Linked DNA regions of Hordeum vulgare: region 1 is linked to region 2. The links are chromatin contacts, called in public Hi-C maps. All regions are on one chromosome and are shown on one strand. The core of a region is the stretch at or near the end of the contact, and the rest is flanking DNA. Distances in the headings are between cores, read along the strand shown. Region 1 holds the start of LOC123402069. Region 2 holds the start of LOC123401526 (glyceraldehyde-3-phosphate dehydrogenase GAPCP1, chloroplastic-like).

Evidence for each region. Hi-C and Micro-C count contacts between places; a contact is called where the count stands out from the background.
Region 1: a Hi-C map of seedling shows a contact between it and region 2, with 4 times the contacts expected there. The contact joins the promoter of LOC123402069 here to the promoter of LOC123401526 in region 2. A contact is called at or near these places in 2 of 6 Hi-C or Micro-C datasets (leaf and seedling) and 1 of 1 datasets of contacts at active chromatin or transcription factors (embryo).

Annotation. Positions count from the first base shown.
Region 1 is chr6H:135,204,790-135,207,489 of MorexV3_pseudomolecules_assembly, forward strand. It overlaps LOC123402069, which reads left to right and starts at 1,289. Exons shown (of 2, transcript XR_006611230.1): 1 at 1,289-1,742.
Region 2 is chr6H:134,724,487-134,727,186 of MorexV3_pseudomolecules_assembly, forward strand. It overlaps LOC123401526 (glyceraldehyde-3-phosphate dehydrogenase GAPCP1, chloroplastic-like), which reads right to left and starts at 1,440. Exons shown (of 14, transcript XM_045095355.1): 1 at 1,112-1,440; 2 at 578-651; 3 at 425-483; 4 at 296-334. The coding sequence starts at 1,198.

The DNA of each region.
Region 1 (2,700 bases), core at 39-2,538, 480 kb after region 2:
GAAAACAAGAACCACAAGTATGCATTTTAGAAGATTTCCAACTTCCATAACTGCTCCAACTAGTTGAAGCAATATCTTCTCCATGCACTCATTGTTGATCTGCGGATTCTTCATCTTGCATTCTTCATTCAGCCGCATCATCTTTGGTTCGGAAGAAATAGACGTTGCACATGCAGCCGCATCATTGTTTTTTATTCTACTAAGGAGTGCATCGACATCTATTAACTTTTTTTCTATCAATAAATCAATGTATTCGCCTTTCCAAAACCGAAATGAGCATCCATATTCCTACACAAAAGAATAACCATGTTCAGAATGAGGATCCGCAATTGAACCAAAGAATGAGATATCGCAAGTGCACGTACCCCGTCGTTTTCGCATTTGAAGAACACCCATCCGGGGTGGTTCGGCGTGCCCGAAGTAAGCCACATCATTGTCCGCGTGCAGTCGTCGCACTGTATGAGCGGCAACGGCGAGCCACACAGCCGCTGCGCGAGCGCCGAGCCCGGTGGACGGCCGGACGAATCCATGCCCGGAAATCGTCGGCGGCGCCGGGAGGACGAACCCGTCCGTGCATGCGCTGATGCGCCCTTGCCGGGGCTGCGGGAGATGCTCCCCGACCACTCCATCGCTTGGCGCAGCCACCGGCGGCCGACAAAAGCCAAATTCGGCGGCCGGAATCTTGGGCGAAGGGGGAGAGGGGAGGTGGTTGGTGGGGGAAAGCGCGGGCTGAAATGTCCCCCCACCAACCGCTTACCACTTATATGCAGGGCACCGCAGCGGCGAGGGGCGAACCCGCGAATACGCGGGTTGGGCCCGAAATTTTGCCGCGCCCCGCAAAAATATTTACGGGTCGGGGCGGGATGCGGGGTCTGATCGAACAGGTTTTGCCGCCCTGACCTGCACTTTGACGGTTATTTTGCGGACCGGGGCGGGATACGGGTCTTGCTAGAGTTGCTCTAAGAGCAAGTACAATAAGGTACATTCAGCAGGCTGTAAGGATTTAAATACTATATTTTTGCTGAGTTGGATGAGAGAGAAGAGGAGAGAGAAGGGAAGCGGGCTCTTCGTGAAGAGCCAGCTCTAGCACGTGCTCCTAGGTGATTTGTGCGAATGAAAGGTGAACCATATATGATAAAAATAATACTCTTTTATAGCTAACTATTGTACAAACTAGCTATAAGATGAACTATAAGACTGGTTATAGCGGGCAGTTGGCTATACTATTAACCATGCTCTAATATCATTGTTGGCCATCCGTGTCTTGTGGGTAGGTCCGCCACTGCCGTTTGGGGATCGTGTTTGACCGCGCGTTGTCAATTTGCACGGCGCCGCGCGCGTCCTACCCCGTGGCACTTCAAAGAAATTACAGAAAAACTGCCCTCCTTTGCAGAATCACTGCCGTGAGTCACCCCGCAGTCATTTTCCCCTCTCGACCCAACCATGGCCAAGCTCTGGCGGCGCTAGGGTTTGCTCCGCAGCTCCACGTCCGCTCGTCTCCGGCGCCGGCGTCCATAGTACGGCCGCCGCGGTCCTCATACCCCTTACCACGCATCTCCGTGCAGTGCCCAGCGCCGCCACCCGCGCATCTCGCCGCCGCCTCCTCTAGGCCGCGCTTGGGCCACCCCATCCGTCCGTCTTCGTCGCTGGTGGCCTGATTCTGGCCGCCGTCGTCCGCTCCTCCCGGTGCGCAGCGCCACCACCAGCTGCATCTGCTCCGATCTACCACTACACAGAGCAAGGTAACCTCCTGTGCTCTCCGTTTTCTCTTTTCTTTTGTATATGTAACTAGTAAAAATCCTCGGTTTATAATGAGGACTCTATGTTGCTACAAAACAGTAAAAAGATGTATGAGACATTGTTATGTTGCTGATTGGTATACAACGAGATGACCTTAAAAAAAAGGTATACAACGAGCACAATGAAACATAATGTTTCCAAATGGTAAATCCTTTCGTCCAAGCTAAAAATGCACATACAGAAGAGTGTAAATCAATTAGATGAACATGGGTCACTGGTCTTAATTCAGCAGGGTGTTCCTGAGTTTCTTGCGTTTATATGCCAGGACATAGGAGTACATGATGTATTGTTGCTACGTTTGCCAAAACACAAGCATGTGCAAGCTAGCTACAGGCATACACTTATTAGGATTTTAAATGGTGCACAGCAGACCATACGGACCTGGAATGAAATGCTTATAACCCCTAGCAGAGCGGGGCAACAACCAAAATAAAATCCTTCTAATACCTAGGATCAAAATAGACCGAGGAAGAAGCTAAGGGTTATCATGCCCGATTAATCTGCATCTTTGTAAAAATAATTGGGCATCAAAACTGATCTTTTTGGGCATGAGCAAGTGCCGTCTCCAACAGCTGCTCCATAATAGGGCATCAAAAACGTTAGTTCTCCTGCACCCACCATAGTTGTCACCTCAAGCACGGCTCGGAGCTTCTGCTGCCGTCGAACACTCTCGTCTCACTGCGCGCTCTGAGTCCTTGATGCCGACGACCATGTCTATGGTCTGCGCCAAGTACCGATCTGTCGGGTGGCCGAACTGCACACAACCACAAACCAACGAACTACAGTGGCTGCTAGTGACCAAACAACTCGCCACAGTTCAGATAAAATGAACAAATTGATTTTTGAATGTCAATCTTTCGGGCTCAAGATAAACTCCTGTCCTCTCCGTTTTCTCTTTTC
Region 2 (2,700 bases), core at 190-2,689:
CGTGCTAACATTAAAAAATGCATATGGATTATTATTTCATCTACTTTTGACTCATACAGTACCAAAGTATAAGCTATCTATGTGTGCCTGGTGTGATCATCTGAGGAATAAAAATATGTTCCGTAAACGGAAGACCTTACAAGATGATACTTAATTCGTTGACACGGTATATTATGAAACAAAAGAACATGGCCTAAGCATCCTGGACAAAAGATGCAACCAGCAAGGATTAATCTGCATCATCTAGATTGCAACAGTTTTTTTTTTGCATCAATTTTGTATACAAGATGCTCACCATTGATGCCAACCTTCGTCTTCTCCACACTCGAATACTCTGCAGAGAAAAACAAAAAGGACAAAAAAGATTATAAACAATCAAATGCCACTAGAAGCTGCAATATGTTTGCTGAGCCCAACAACTTACGAGGGACGACCGGGGGTGCCTGTGTAGCTATAGCTCTAAGTGGCACAATGTTCCTGACACTTTAGCACACACGAATTAGATGCAGTACATCCTAATCTGGCATACAGTTCACGAGGCAATGCAAACGATGCATCGGAAAGGGGAGGCACTTACGATGAAGAGGAAGCAGCAATGGAGGGGAAACTGCAGGCCAAGTGAGCTGGACCCGTGCTCCTCAAGCATGACACCTATGCCACAACAGCCAAATCCCATCAATATGAGGTGAAAAAAGTTCGGCACTACAATAAAATCCTCAAAGGAGAAGGAGAAAGGCCTCTGCCGACGTGAACAACACTACAGCAGATGCCAAACAAAAGTTGAAAGCAACAGGAGACAAGCCAACTCGCATCTTAATTTAGAGTTAACACAATAGGGTCTCCTTGGCTCAATTCCATGGATGGAACTGGTGCTAAACAGCAGGGAACCTACGTCAGTACGCGGCGCTTGAACCCAATTCAACCGGTAGAATGTATTGCAGCGCCAAACAGCACAAATGGCTGGATTCCCCGCCGAGGATACGACGGTCTCGAGCGAATTACGACGGGGACCAACCAAATCTAGACGCCGAAATGGACTCGCATCAACCCAGCGGCGCCGCCCGGCTTTACGCGTACAGACAGTGCGTGTGAAGGGGCGAGCAACGGATACCTTGGAGGGGTCGGCGGCAGCGCGGGATCCGGCGAGGGACGAGGACGGGGCCGCCGCGGTGCGGAGAGGCACGGAGAGCGCCGCCATGGGAGAAGGGGTTGATGGACGGACGGACGGACGGACGGGTGGGTGGGTGGATGCGCGCGTTAGGGTTTGACCGAGGAGGAGGGGAGGGACCGCAGGAGAGGGTCACGAGGAGGAGGAATCAAGCCGACGAGGGGGCAGGGGCAGAGGTTTGGCTGGCCTTTCGTTCGCGGAGGCGGGCGTGGGAAGGTGGCGGCTCGAGCCTTGTTTTGTTTTATAACAAAGGAGAAAGAAAGAAAGCGGTGCACACGAGCGAGCGAGCGAGCGAGCCTACCCCCTCCACCGAATCTCTTGGTTGGCTGGCCGTGTTCGTCGTCGTGTTTTTAAAAAAGTGGAGGATCTTACCAACTTTGGTTTTGGTTTTCCCACAAGAAGACCAAACTGGTATTCGTCTTGTTGCAAGGCGATTGTCATTTGTCCAAGCCCCGGGGTTGGCAGCACTGCTGCCCGACATTTTCATCAGAAGAAGAAAAAAAGGCAGTGCTCTTCGCCAGCGCTTCGGTCGGAACTTTGGGCCGACCACACGCCCATCACCTGATTTGCCGGTAGCACGCAATGCAGTAAATTTAGTCACAACGCAGCAAATTTTTGTCCATGCAACAAAAAATTTCGATGCAGTAAATTTTGGTCACAACACAGTAAATTTCGGTCACGATTACAATAAAAATATGGTTGTAGTAAAAAATAGCGGTAGCAAAAAAGACGCTAATGATACGTGGTAGCAAAACAAAATGTGGGTTATAGCAAAAACAATACGATGAACTCGGATTACAACTCTGACTAACGTGTATGTAACTTTTTTAGTGAATGGTTGCAGCAAGAAATGATACCGGTTGTAGCAAAAGATTAACACGGTTGTAGCAACAATCAAAAACACCGGTTGTAGCGAAAAATTCAACGAACTAGGGTTGCAACCAAACGTATATGCAGCTTTTTTATGAACAATTGTAGCAAATAGAAAACGCTTGTAGCAAACTTCAACGCTAGTTACAGCAAATTTCAAAGGAAAAAAAGTTGCATGCTTAATCAACTACACGCGCGGGTCGCGCGCGACCGGCGGAACGGTTCGGTCGACGAGCCGACCACAAGCGTTTCCAGAAGAAGAAAAAATGCATGTCGCCAAAAGGGGTGGATACAAGATATTGTTTTAGTCTCGTAAAATCTATTTTGTCACTATGCATTCTGGGGTATTATTCAGTGTGTGTAAGTCCGATGAGAATAGCTGGTTACGACCGCGGACGCGCCTGAACACCCTCATTGATTTAGACTACATCATCACCCTCATCCTCGACAATCATATTGTGCAAAATAATACGACATGATAGGTTAGTGCTAAAATATATATATATATATATATATATATATATATATATATATATATAAACTCTATTTATCACTCAGGGTACAGAAGAATTTATTCTTCATCCGAGATAATCTTACGATTAATTTATAAATAAATTATATTTGAAATACAAATAGTTACATTTATATTGAATCACTACGTA